Regions from separate parts of the Sus scrofa genome. Here region 2 is linked to region 1. The links are chromatin contacts, called in public HiChIP or PLAC-seq maps. All regions are on one chromosome and are shown on one strand. Each heading gives the region's core, a stretch centred on a gene start, on an enhancer-like site or on the middle of the called end of the contact. The rest is flanking DNA. Distances are from core to core; before and after follow the strand shown.

Region 1 (6,513 bases), core at 2,505-5,004:
AAATTTTAAACATGATAAAGTATTTTCATTATTCATTTTGCAGGTAGAATCACTCTTTTATATCTTCAGCGATCATCCATTCAGTAGTATTTGCTCACCATCTACTCCTTGCCATTGGAGTAACACCCCTGTTCTCCTGGAGTTTACTTTTAGAGTGGTAAGTGCTGCAGGGATGCAAGGCATCTCCCCCCGGGGTGCTCTCAGAGGCCAGACAGGTGAGGGCCACAAACTTGAACTCTCGACTGTGCAGTTCCCACTGCGGAGCAGCACAACACGGCCCCCACCCAAGGACCCTGGCAGAACAATTATACCACAATTACTGGCTACACTTGTGATATTACTGCGAGAAAAACTGAGGGGACATCATAGGATAAATCCTTCCTCCTACTCTGGAAGGGATGGGAAACTTGGAAGCCCTCACAGAGCAATCTCCATTTGCCACCACTTTCCACTTCTGGCCTCTGGTGTCTCTGGGCTGGGGAAGGGGAGTCTCTGGATGGTCCTGGGCCTCTGACACTTCCCATAGCAGAACAGAGGCTGGATAAGAACAGCTTTGGTTGTTCATTCATTCAGCAGACATTCAGTGAGTGCTGGTGCATAGATCACAAACCACACACCATCCATGGGGGGGATGCAGCAGCAGTGGTTTTTAGGGAGAGGGCAGGGAGTCAGAGGAAGTAGACCAAGGTGGAAGCAGGAACGACCATGACTCTGGAGGGAGGAGGAGATGTCTGGGATGATGGGAGTGGACACAGATCAGGGCCCTGGGTGATGCCGACAAGTGGGCTGATTGTCAGGTAGGCGAGCCCCTCTGCAGATGGTCTGGCTGTCATTTGAGGCATCTCAACTCTTTTCTCTGAGGTGATTGTGCATGCGTGTGTGTGTGTGTGTGTGTGTGTGTGTGTGTGTCTATCTATTTATTTATTTATTATTTGGCTGTGGCTTGATGTGGGCTGTCAGTTCCCAGACCATGCAGGGATTGAACCCAGGCTTCAGCAGTGGAAGCACTGAATCCTAACCACTAGACCACCAGGGAACTCCCGAGTTTTCTGTTTCTTGCCTCATGTGTTTTTTTGTTTTTTTGTTTTTCTTTCTTTTTAGGGCCACACTTGTGGCATATGGAGGTTCCCAGGCTAGAGGTCTAATTGGAGCTGTTGCCACCGGCCTATACCAGAGCCACAGCAACACAGAATCTGAGCCGCCTCTGTGACCTACACTACGGCTCACAGCAATGCCGGATCCTTAACCCACTGAGCCAGGACAGGGATCGAATCCACAACCTCATGGTTCCTAGTTAGATTCGTTTCCAAAGCGCCACGACGGGAACTCCCTTGCCTCATGTTTGTTTTGTTGTTCAGAATGAATTTGCCTATTAGTGGTGGAAGTTCCAGTTTCAAGTGCTGTTTTCTGCATATTTTCTCTTTAGGAGTCAGCATTGGCAGCAGTAAGGGGCTGCTCTAGGGCAAAATCTGAGCTGCTTGGCTGCTGTTCCCCTGAGAGCAGTGAAGGAGTGAGGCCAGGACCTGGTGGCACTGGGACAGGATGAAGACCGTGCTCATGGTCGCAGAGAAGCCGTCCCTGGCCCAATCCATTGCCAGGATCCTCTCCCGAGGTACGAGGGACTGCTCTGCATGTCATCCCTTTCTTTTCCCAAAAGGTGACCCCTGATCGCTGGAGTAGGTTCTGTTTGGGACGTCAGGCGTGAAGGAAGCCCTTGGTCTCTTAGTCAGTTAGTCCCTGGGCTGCGATTACTGCCTCGATCAGCGCCCCACAGGTGCAGGCATGGCTGGTGGCACGTGACAGTCAGGGTTGTCTGTCACAAGCAACAGAAACCAGCCCTGCTAACTTATGCAGCATGTCCACTGGAAGGACAAAGACACAGCCAGGACCCTGCCTGTGTCGTGGGCCTTGGGAACCAGCCTCTGAACCCACCTCCCCCCACAGCTGCAGCCCATGCCCCTCTTGTCAGTCACATATCACAAGGCTGAGCTGTGGCCCCAGCCCCCACAACCCCAGGACACCCCCTGGCCCCACCCTGGCCCCTTGGTGTTTGGAGGGTGCTGGGGATACAGAGATGCCATACATCTGCCATCACCTCCCCTCAGCCCGGCTGAGGGGGAAGAAGACCCCAGGGCAGCTGGATGAGAAGTCCTGGTCTGAAGGGAAGGGGAGACCCCAGAAGTGCCTGGTCCCCGGAGGCCAAGAAAATTGAGCTGAGGGACCGTCGGGGAGTGAATTCCCAGGGTTCAACAGTTAGGGGGGCTCTGGGGAACTCTGAGTTGGGTTTGAAAGAGGCAGAAATACAGTTCAGAGTGAGCACAGGAATGCAGCAGACAAGCCCAGTGCCTGTGCATGAGCGTCCAAGGGGTGCTTCTGGCCCCCACCCACCAGTACTATGAGCGAACACAGTGCTAGGTGGTGAGCAGTGCCATTTTCCCTGAGGATCCTTATTCATGACTGCCAGGGGGACACCAGCTACAGCTTGCTGGCCTGGCCATCACCCTGCTTCTCTCACAGGAAACATGTCCTCGCACAAAGGGCTGAATGGGACGTGCTCGGTGCACGAATACACAGGGACCTTTGCTGGCCAGCCTGTCCACTTCAAGATGACATCTGTCTGTGGTCACGTGATGACCCTGGACTTTCTGGGTGAGCCCCCACTCCTGCTCACCCTCCATGGCACTGAGCCCGGAAGGTTTGTCTGAGGCCAACGGATTGAGGAGTGCTGACTTGGGTCCCCATCCCAGAGGTACCCCTCCATCGCTGTGTGCCCTGTATCCTCCTGTGCAGACTGGGGGCAGGGTGCCCACCTCAGTGGTGACCTGGCCCGGGCAGTTATGCAGAAGAGGGTTGCTGCCCCACCATTAGACCCTCGTCCTGCGGTCACTCAGTGGCTGTTACTGGGAGGCCAGCTTCAGTGACTCACTGGGGTGAAATGTAGGGCCCCAGTTGACAAGGGTCTGACCTGGACTTAGACCTTTACCCTGCTGGGGCTGCTTCTTGTGTGTGACGGGCCTGAGGACAGCATCATCACTTCCCAGGACTGTCTGCTGCCCCAGCATAGAGGGAATTGCAGTGCTGAGTGCAGGCCACTTACAGCACAGCCTCGACAGCTCTTTGCTCAGTGACTCCCACCCAGTCATGTGGCCGGGCAGTGGGACCCTGAATTGACCAGCAGCAGCAGCAGGTGGGGAGCCGGGACTTGACCTTGGCTCTGTCTGACCAGTGAGACCTAAGAGGAAGCCTGAGGGCTGGGCAAGTGATCCCTATGCCCCAAACTAGGAAGGAGGGGGTACACCAGACAGGGTCCCAGGGAGACAGATGCTCCCCAGGATCTGCTGAGCACCTGCTAAGTGCCAGCCAAGTGCTGGGTGGGGAGAGGTTACAGAACTTGGTTGCAGGAGGAGCCAGGCATGCATGAGTAGAGTGCATCTCTGGGGCCTGGTGTGGTGCCCCAGCCACAGGGAACGGCCAGGAATGACTGGAGCGGCATCGCTGCTGGGCTGCCCTGCGAGGGGTGTCAGCTCACAGCTCAGGAAGGCAGGCCCCGCTCTGGGAAGATGTTCCCTGAGCACCCCCCTTGACACACTTGAGGTGTCAAGTGTGATTCTAATGTCCTTGTGCCTGCATTTGTAGGGAAGTACAACAAGTGGGACAAGGTGGACCCTGCCGAGCTGTTCAGCCAGGCCCCGACAGAGAAGAAGGAGGCCAACCCCAAGCTGAACATGGTGAAGTTCCTACAAGTGCGTCCTCCCTGACACAGCTGGCCTGGGCACCCTGGTCACCCAACCCCCAGAGCAGGATTCTGCTTTTAAAATAGTTTGGTGGTGGTTTCCTGATTTTAAAACAAATGCACATGTGATGGAAAATTAGGAAATACAAATAGGGGAGTTCCCATTTTGGCTCAGCGGTTAAGAATCCTACATAGTCTTTGTGAGAATGCAGGTTAGATCCCTGACCTCGCTCAGTGGGTTAAGGACCCCGCATTGGTGTGAGCTGTGGTGTAGGTCACAGATGTGGCTCAGATCCCATATTCCTGTTAGGCCAGCAGCTACAGTTCTGATTGGACCCCTAGCCTGGGAATTTCCATGTGCTGTGGGTGTGGCCTTAAAAAGAAAAGAAAAAAGAAAATACACATAAGTAGGAGAAGAAAAAATTATTTATAATCATACCATCCAAGACAACCACTGTTAATAGTTAATTATCCATTTCAGCCTTTTTTCTATGCAGTTTTGGAGGTTAAGCTCACATGTCATTTGTAACCTTTTTTTTAATCGAAAAAACAATTCTGAAGTGTTTTTTTCCTGAGAGACTAAGCTAGCCCGATAAGCCAGCTCCTCAGCCCATCCCAGGCCCTGCCCTGGACTCCAGCCTCCTGATAGGGTGGAGGGACCGGGGGCAGAGTGGGGGCGGGCAGATACAAGTCCCCGTGTGTGCTGTGTGCTGTGTGCAGGTGGAGGGCAAGGGCTGCGACTATATCGTGCTGTGGCTGGACTGCGACAAGGAGGGCGAGAACATCTGCTTTGAGGTGAGGGCCCTGGGGTTCACACATCCGCTTTCCTGCCACTGTCACGCCATTTCTGGGCCACTGCCACCCTGGGGAGCCAGCACCAACTTAAAGGGAGATTCTGTAAATGCTTTAAGATGCAGGGGCTCTGCCCAGGGGAGGAAGTGTCCCTTCTCCTGCTGGGCACAGGAGCAAGCAGTGGGGCAGGATTTCCTAGATGGAGGGCTGCCTGGAGGAGAGGGTGGTTCTGGCCATGCAGGGGACTTCAGCTAGCGCTGTGACCCCCTTTCACACGCCACCCTCTTCTCACCTCCTGCCTGCTCCATCGTCTGCACCTCCCTGCCCTCCGCCTCTGCCACCCCCAGTGAGCCCTCCCTCGGGCAGGGGCCCCTCACACTCTGACACCCTAGCTCTCACCGAGGGCCTGGCACTCTCAGGAAACTTGCTCTAGCTGTTCCCAGATACTGTCCCCCACCGCCCGCCCTCCCCTGCAGGGCTGCCCCTCCCCAGGGACCTTGGTGTCTGGAGTGCAGAGTGGTGGCGGCTCATGGGCTTTCTCCCCTCAGAAACGAAGCCACTTCTTCCCCGTGAAGAAGCTGCATGGCCAGGCTCCAGCACCGACTCCCCTCCCACTGCACGGCCTTCACTAATTCTTAGTGAGTCTGGGCCCCAGGACCCCAGGACCCCGCGGTGCCCTTGCTCTAAGCCAACCTGGCCCCCTCTCCTATCCACTGCCTCCTCTTCTTTTTTCTTCTCAGTCCTTCCTCTGTCTCTGAAAGGTCTCAAGTCCACGCAGCCCTCCCTCCAGAAGGAGGGGAAGTGGTGGAGTGGGTGGCGGTGGAGGCTGAGTCCCCCCATGTCCGTGGCCAGAGCACCTCCTGGTTCGGGGTGGACACGGCCTCTGGCAGGGGGTGTTTGGGGTGGAGGGGTGTTTGGTGGAGGGGAGAGGAAGCTGAGTACAGGAGTTTCTTGGAGACTGGCCTGCTGGGAGGGGCCGCACAGGAGGCTCTGCAAGGGTGGGAGCTGCCAGGCATGCTGGTGAGAAGTTGGGCATTACAGCAGGCCACCTCCCTCAGGTCCTGGATGCAGTGCTGCCTGTCATGAACCAGGCCCATGGCAGCGAGAAGACAGTGTTTCGAGCCCGGTTCAGCTCCATCACGGACACAGACATCTGCAACGCCATGGCCCACTTGGGCGAGCCCGACCACAACGAGGCGCTCTCGGTGGATGCGCGGCAGGAGCTGGACCTGCGCATTGGCTGTGCCTTCACCAGGTGCGCCCGGCCACTGCCCTGGCCAATCCCGGGCTGCACCCTCGGCCTTATTGGCCTTGGGAGGTGGCGCATTTTCAGTTCCCTGAGGAAATAGTCTCTAGCTGAGGCAGATGACAGATGCCCCCCTCTCCCTGACAAGTATAGTGGGTGGGTCTTGAGGGGGTGAGGGGCCTGGAGTGAGATCAGAGGGCTTCCTGCTTCTGGAAGGTCAGAGCCTCTACTCTTTCCTGCCTTCCTGTCAGCGCACATGTAGCTCACTCCACCCACCCACACCTTCTCTACCCCTATGCCGGGTGGGTCCTTTTACCCCACCTCCTGAGCAATGAGCAGCTGCTTTGGGCCTCCTTCCGCACTGCCAGCCAGCCCCCTGCCTGCCTCCCATGGTGCTTGAGGGGACACATGTCCACCCCCCATCCCCATAGGTTCCAGACCAAATACTTCCAGGGGAAATATGGCGACCTGGACAGCTCGCTCATCTCCTTCGGGCCGTGCCAGACCCCCACCTTGGGCTTCTGTGTGGAGAGACACGATAAGATCCAGTCCTTCAAACCAGAGACCTACTGGGTGCTGCAGGCCAAGGTTGGCTTCCCTGTGGCTTCACATTGGGGCTCTCCAAGCTTGGGTGTGGACTCTGAGCATCTCCGTCATCGTTGTCATAGTCCTCAGGCTAAGGGCACAGGTGTTTGCAGCTGACTGAGCAGGCCATGTCATGGGTGCCAGGGACAGGCCCCAG
Region 2 (6,513 bases), core at 2,318-4,817, 130 kb after region 1:
AAGCAAAAGAACTGTGGACGTGAGTTACAGTCAGCCTTCCTCTCAGTAAGCCAGTTTCCACCTGGTCTGAGGCTTGGCCTCTCTGGCCAGGACCAAGGTGCTATCCCAGTTTCCTGTTCAGCACAGAACTTCTGGGCCCTGAGTTGTGGCCTTTCCACTGCAGCTGGGATAGTGCTGCTGTGTTACAGGATTGGAGGGTGCGCCTCTCCGATCACTGCATCCCACCCTTGGTCAGCTCTCCCCAAGTCTTGCCGGGGGCAACTTTCACTTTTGCGGTCATGTTCTCATAGCTGGGAGGGGTGGTGCTGCTATCGCTGGGCAGCCCTCAGGGAGGGACGCCCTGTAGATTCTTGTCCAGCCCAGAGAAAGAGGGGATCCCCCAGTGTGACTACGCATGGTGATCAGAAGTGTGAGTGCTGACCAGTGTCTCTGCACTGTTCACATCCACTGTCATCATAATAACCTCTGTGGCTTTTCTCCCTGTTTGGTTTATATGCTGCGTTGTTGCTTTAGTCTCCTTCAGTAGTTCCTCAGCTTTTCTTGACCTCGATGTTCTTGAAGGATGCGGGCTAGCTCTTTTTTAGCACATACCTCAGTTTTGTGTCGTGCATTTGGGCCATGAATAGTCTAGAGACCGTGTTTCTGTCCTGTCAAGGGGCACACCTGGTTTGTGTTAGTGTTGAGGAAGTTCACGTTAGTGTTTGGGAAGGTTGAACATCTTAAAACCAAATTATTATTTGTCTCTCCATGCGATCTTCATTGATTGCTGAATTACGAAGCCAAAGGAGAAGCTGACCCTCAGTGGCCCCTTGCCTATGTGCAGGAAGGTCCCGTGTCATGGAGAGCCACAGTCACACTCATCTTGTCTTTTTTCCCGCTGCAGGGCTACACCAAGTCCATCGACATCTGGTCTGTCGGCTGCATCTTGGCAGAGATGCTCTCCAACAGGCCCATCTTCCCGGGGAAGCATTATCTCGACCAGCTGAACCACATTCTGGGTAAGCTTTCTGAGCATGCTCAGCCTGTGATGGGCAGGAACTTTCTTATCTTCTTTGATGAGGGAAGAAAGCATTGGGAGGTGGTGAGAGGACTTTGGTACCAGGGTCCCTTCCGCCCCACTCCTGATGGGTGAGATTGCTTTACTTTGGCTTTGATGATTAACAGCTAATTATTTTATCTGATAGGTATTCTTGGATCCCCATCACAGGAAGACCTGAATTGTATAATAAATTTAAAAGCTAGAAACTATTTGCTTTCTCTTCCACACAAAAATAAGGTGCCATGGAACAGGCTGTTCCCAAATGCTGACTCCAAAGGTAAATAGGATTTCATTGATTATTTTTCTTAGGTTTAGCTTATATTTGTTTTCTTCAATAAAGCATGAGGTCACTCTGTAGTTATCGGATAATGCTTTTGGTGTTGCTCTTCATTGCTTTCCCCCGTTTATTTAGGAGTGGTGGCTACAGGCTAAGGGGGTGTGCAGGGGAGTGTCTTGTTTTCTGCTTTCTAAAGTCAGGTTTATCGTAGAGTAATTTACATAGAGTAAAACTCACCCATTTTAGTTGTGCAGGTCTTTGGATTTTAACAGATGGGTACAGTCCTGTAACTTCCACCACAGATAAGATATGGAGTGTTTCCATCATCCCCAGAAGTTGCTTCCTGCCCCTTTGTAATCAGCTCCCTTGCCAGGTCCCTAACCGTGTCTACTCTGATCTCTGTCCCAATAGCTTGGCCTTTTCCAGAATGTCATAGCAATTCAGTGATGTCATATGTAGCCTTTGATATCTGGACTCTTCCACTCAGTATCATGCATGTGAGATTTAAGTTTGTACTGGTGCCTGTCAGTCTCCTCAGCAAATGGTGCTGGAACATTTGTGTGCAATAAAATAAATAAATAAATAACATAGACCTAAATATAAGGACTACAACTATTCAGCTCTGAGAAGAGAATAGGATAGAGTCTTTGTGACCTTAAGTTAGGTGAAGATTTCTTAGATATGATACCAAGAACATGTTCCATTTAAAAAAACAGTGATACATTCGACTTTAGCAGCATAGGAATCAGGAGGAGGAGAGATCCTCAGAGAATCTGTGGGGTCTAAGTCATTTGAGTCTCTGGAGGGCAGTTTGGCAGTTGTGTCACATGTCTTTTATTCCAACAGTTCTGGGTATTGAACCTTTTTGGGTTTGCCAACCAAGTAAGGGAGAAGTGGCATTTTTGTTTTTCTTTAATTAAAAGTGAGGGTGAATATGAATATTTTTTCACGTGTTTGTTAGAAATTTTCTGACTGCTTAGTCCCTTGAACCAGTAGTATTGTAGATTTCTCTCCAAAATTACTCCAGTGAGGTGGAAGAAATGATTATTATTCAGCAGATGGTACTGGGCTAGTTGAATAGCTTTTTGGAAGAAAATCAGTTTAAATCATTACTCACACATCAAAGTGATTCCCAAGAGAATGCATAAAATACTTTTTAAAAAATCATAGTTTAAAAACTAACAATATTTGGAGTTCCCATCATGGCTCAGTGAAAACGAATCTGACTAGCATCCATGAGGATGCAGGTTCGATCTCTGGCCTCACTGAGTGGGTTAAGGATCCACCGTTGCCATGAGCTGTGGTGTAGGATGTGCCGAGAGAAGTGTGGGTCAGCAGGCAGGAAGGGGGATCCACGTGTGGGTAGAGAAGGGCTGAGAAGTCTCTCCCAGAGCTGCTGGGGGCCTCAGTGAGATGAAGAGTCTTGAGTTCTTGGCAGAGTGCTCCTTAGGCCTCTGAGGTCCCAAATTCTTCCAGGGGGTCGTGAGCTTAAAACCACTTTCTTAACAGCACTTGAATGTTTTTTACTCTTTCTCTCTGCCCACCTGCCTTGGAGCAGAGGGAGACTGCCAGCACCTGAGCTTTTGAGAGTCTGGCTCTGAGATCAGAAAGCTGGAGAAGCACTGCAGCGGTGGCTTAGTCCGCAAGGCGGCCATTCTCTCTGGCCCTGCTCAGAACTTCTAGTTGAGGATGGAGTTGACAGGTGGCATCCCTGACTTGGGATGGGATTGTTGCTGGGTAGGTGAGGTGGGCACTGCTAGTCAGGTGCCCCCCCCCCCGACCTAGGTTAGAGGGAGAATGTGGCATTCTGGGGGCTGTCAGGGAGTCAGGAGTGCTGTTGGTCGTCATCCAGGCCTTGAAGAGACTTCAGTCTTTGAGGGGAAATAAAATCTGCATCCAGGGAAGCATATGCACAAGCAGCATGATTCATGCCGTCTGAGCCGTGCCAGTGGGTGGCAGAGCCGTGTGGGAGGCAGGAGGCCAGGCACTCTGACTGTAAGATCAGCACTGCCAGCTGCCTCCCATTTCTCTCTCCTTCCCCTTCTGTAGGTATGCAGTGCAGAAATAGCACTTGCACTCAGAAGAGGCTAGAGATTCAGTGATTTTTCAAATAGCCAAAAAAAAAAAGCTCTCCCTTTGAAGTTGCTTGGAGGTTTAAGGCCTGGGGTTTAACTCAAAGAAACTAAAGGGTCTGCTTTGGAGATGGTTGCCTCAGCAGAGCATCCAACTGCCTTGGAGGGCTTCCCCCATGCACTCTCAGCAGACTCAGGGCATAGGAATAATGTTGCTGGGATCTGTGGCTAGCCCTCTGGTGTCCTGACTCAGACCAAAGTATCTAATCTTATTTAAGTACATCCTGGGGCAGTGTCCTTGAGCTCTGGGGGAGGGGTTTGGGAGCAGGAAATGAGGCAGGTTTTAGTACCTGTGACAGCAGGTGTGTGGTGTGGTCTCAGGTCTACCAGGTGTTCTGTGGGACTCAGATTTGAGCCAGAGGTGCCCAACTCTTTGACCGTCATGGTGCAGTGTCCTGACACGTGGAGAGGCTCCTTGGAAGCCTACCCTCTTTGAGGCCCCAAGACCTCATGTCCTGCTGCAGGATGACACCTTCTGTTGCCCACAGTGTGCCTCAGTCTGTATCCAGATTCCTAAGAGCCACCTCTTCTCTGAAAAGTTCACTAGCCTGTGAGGCAGATGTCATTGTTCTCTGATTTCCTAAGGAATGCTTGTGAGTATGTGTTGCAAAGATTATAGATAGAGGAGTTCCCTGGTGGCCTATAGTGGTTAAGGATCTGGTGTTGTCGCTGCTGTGTTCCCTTGGCCTGGGAACTTTAGCATGCTTCAGGCATGGCCCCCCAAAAAGATGATAGGTAGAGGCAAAAATTAATTTGAAAATGTACTGTTTGTAGACAGATTCATTATGTATACTTAAAAAAATTTTTTTTAAAAATCCTACTAGAGTACCCTTGTGGTGCAGCAGGTTAAGGATCCAGCATTGTCACTCCAGTGGCTTAGATGCTGCTGTGGCTCAGGTTTGAGCTCTGGCTCAGGAATTTCCACATGCTGTGGGGTGCAGCCAAAGAAAACCTACTTTTTGTCTACACTTTCCCTTTACACACACACTTTTTTTTTTTTTTTTTTTTTTTCTGTCTTGGTCACCCCTCGGCATATAGAGTTCCTGCGACAGGTATTAGATCTAAGCCCCAGTTGTAACCTACACTGCAGTGGTAGCAGTGCCGGATCCTTTAAACCATTATGCCAGGCTGGGGATTGAACCTGTGTCCAGGAACTACAGAGACACCACTGATCCCGTTGTACCACAGCAGGAACTCCCTATACTTCACTTTCTAGACATGAGAAAAGTCTTTTGTTACATGGAATTTCTCATTTGGCCAACATTGGGTTTACCACATTGATTTATATCTACTCTTGAAGATGGATGGGCGTGGGACCCAGAGCTGAGCCCGCCTGTGCACCCTGCCAGAAACCTCAGGCTGCAGGGTGCCTCGGCCACACCTCTCTCCAGGTTGACATCCTGGCACATGAGCAGTCACCTCAGAAAGTTTACTGTCTGCTGCTCCCAAGGGGTGAATACGTTTGTCAGTGAGTAAATGACTACAGTGGTTTTCCATTACCATTCTCCTCTTACAGCTTAGTAGCTGAAGCTGCTGATTTGTAGATGGATGGGGTTGATAACCTTGTAAGAAGTTATCACTGTAAGGAACACGGCTTCATTATGTAAATGCCAGGGTTTTTTTAGCGTCCATACATTCTCCTTAATATTACCTGTGGAGTTCTCTGATACTCTAGTGGTTAGGTCTTGGCCCTCTCACTAGGGTTCAATCCCTGGTCTGGGAAATGTGACCCCACATCAAGACACTACATGCCGTAGCCAAAAAAAATTTTAAATTACCTAGTAGTTTTTATATTTGTTTCTGGGAGCCCTGGAATTCTCAGCAGTGTTCCAGCGCTGTGAGCACCACTGGTCTGAGCATCATTAGATAAGGAGAGGCATTTCTGAAAAAAAAAAAAAAAAAACCCTTTTTTACTGCTACCAGAACAGTAATGTGTATTCTTTCTCTTTGAAGCCTTCTCTTGACACTACATACAAGAAGTGTTTTGTCACATTGTCCTTCACCCTTGTCCCAGCCACTGTCAGCCACACCTTTGGGCTGTGCTCACAGCCTGAGGTGGTGCCAGGATACTCCTTCAGAGGCCCGCAGGGCAGGCCATGGAGTAGCCACCCTTCCATCTCCTTCCTGCTCATCCCCCACTTGAGAAAAAGTCGTGTTCCAGACTGACTGCCAGCCAGGTCGAGAGAGTACTTTTGGTTTTGGGCCTTGGAAAAAGATGCCGAGTAGGCCAGGGGTGCCTGTGCTTTCCACATGCCTCAGCCAGGACTGGAAGGAGGTGGCTGAAACCATGGGAGGATGGGAGCCTTTGCAGAAGGACTTTGGAGTTTGACTTAAGAGCAGTACACGTGTGGAGTTCCTGTCATGGCTCATCGGTTAACGAACCCAACTAGCATCCATGAGGATGCAGGTTCGATCCCTGGCCTCACTCAGTGGGTTAAGGATCTGGTGTTGCCGTGAGCTGTGGTTTAGGTCTCAGACTTAGCTCAGATCCAGCATTGCTGTGGCTGTGGCATAGGCCGGAAGCTACACTCCGATTCAACCCCTAGCTTGAGAACATCCATATGCTAAGGCTGCAGCCCTAAAAAAAGGAAAAAGAAGAAGGTGGAGTTCCTGTCATGGTGCAATGGTTAACAAATCCAACTAGGAACCATGTGGGTTAACGATCCGGCGTTGCTGAGAGCTGTGGTGTAGGTCACAGACGTAGCTAGGATCCTGCATTGCTGTGGCTCTGGCGTAGGCCAGCTCCGATTAGACCCCTAGCCTGGGAATCTCCATATGCCGTGGGATCGGCCCTAGAAAAGGCAAAAAGACAAAAAAAAGAAGAAGAAAAGAAAGAGCAGCACTTGTGTGAAACCTCTGCAAAGCAGAACAGTTTTTAGGCCTCTTTGCCAAGCACATCCCCTTCCTGAGCCTGGGTCTGCTGCTGTCAGAGGGTTGGATCAGGAAGCTCGCAGGTGGGGTGGGCTCCCGTGTGCTGGCTGTTCTCCCAAGGCCATGCTTGTGTTGCTCAGCTGTCCTGTGGTCGGTTATCCTGAACAGGAAGTGGGAAGTGTATCAGTGACTTT

What was found. HiChIP or PLAC-seq counts read pairs in DNA pulled down with a chosen protein or histone mark.
Region 2: a contact with region 1 is called in an H3K27ac HiChIP or PLAC-seq map of alveolar macrophages. The contact joins two enhancer-like sites. A contact is called at or near these places in 2 of 5 promoter capture datasets (fetal liver and liver) and 1 of 2 datasets of contacts at active chromatin or transcription factors (alveolar macrophages).

The regions. Positions count from the first base shown.
Region 1 is chr14:50,022,562-50,029,074 of Sscrofa11.1, forward strand. It overlaps TOP3B (DNA topoisomerase 3-beta-1), which reads left to right. Exons shown (of 19, transcript XM_021072739.1): 2 at 44-157; 3 at 1,427-1,612; 4 at 2,518-2,649; 5 at 3,637-3,743; 6 at 4,454-4,528; 7 at 5,584-5,780; 8 at 6,203-6,359. The coding sequence starts at 1,543. Among named protein-coding and RNA genes, the nearest start is that of TOP3B, 5.4 kb to the left of the region's middle. Within about 2 kb of position 3,755, at least 5 of the 83 cell types and tissues checked have an H3K27ac peak or open chromatin away from gene starts, as enhancers often do. A contact at or near this core is called in alveolar macrophages, where this site is marked.
Region 2 is chr14:50,150,329-50,156,841 of Sscrofa11.1, forward strand. It overlaps MAPK1 (mitogen-activated protein kinase 1), which reads left to right. Exons shown (of 9, transcript NM_001198922.1): 5 at 884-998; 6 at 1,185-1,316. Among named protein-coding and RNA genes, the nearest start is that of YPEL1, 37 kb to the right of the region's middle. Within about 2 kb of position 3,568, at least 10 of the 83 cell types and tissues checked have an H3K27ac peak or open chromatin away from gene starts, as enhancers often do. A contact at or near this core is called in alveolar macrophages, where this site is marked.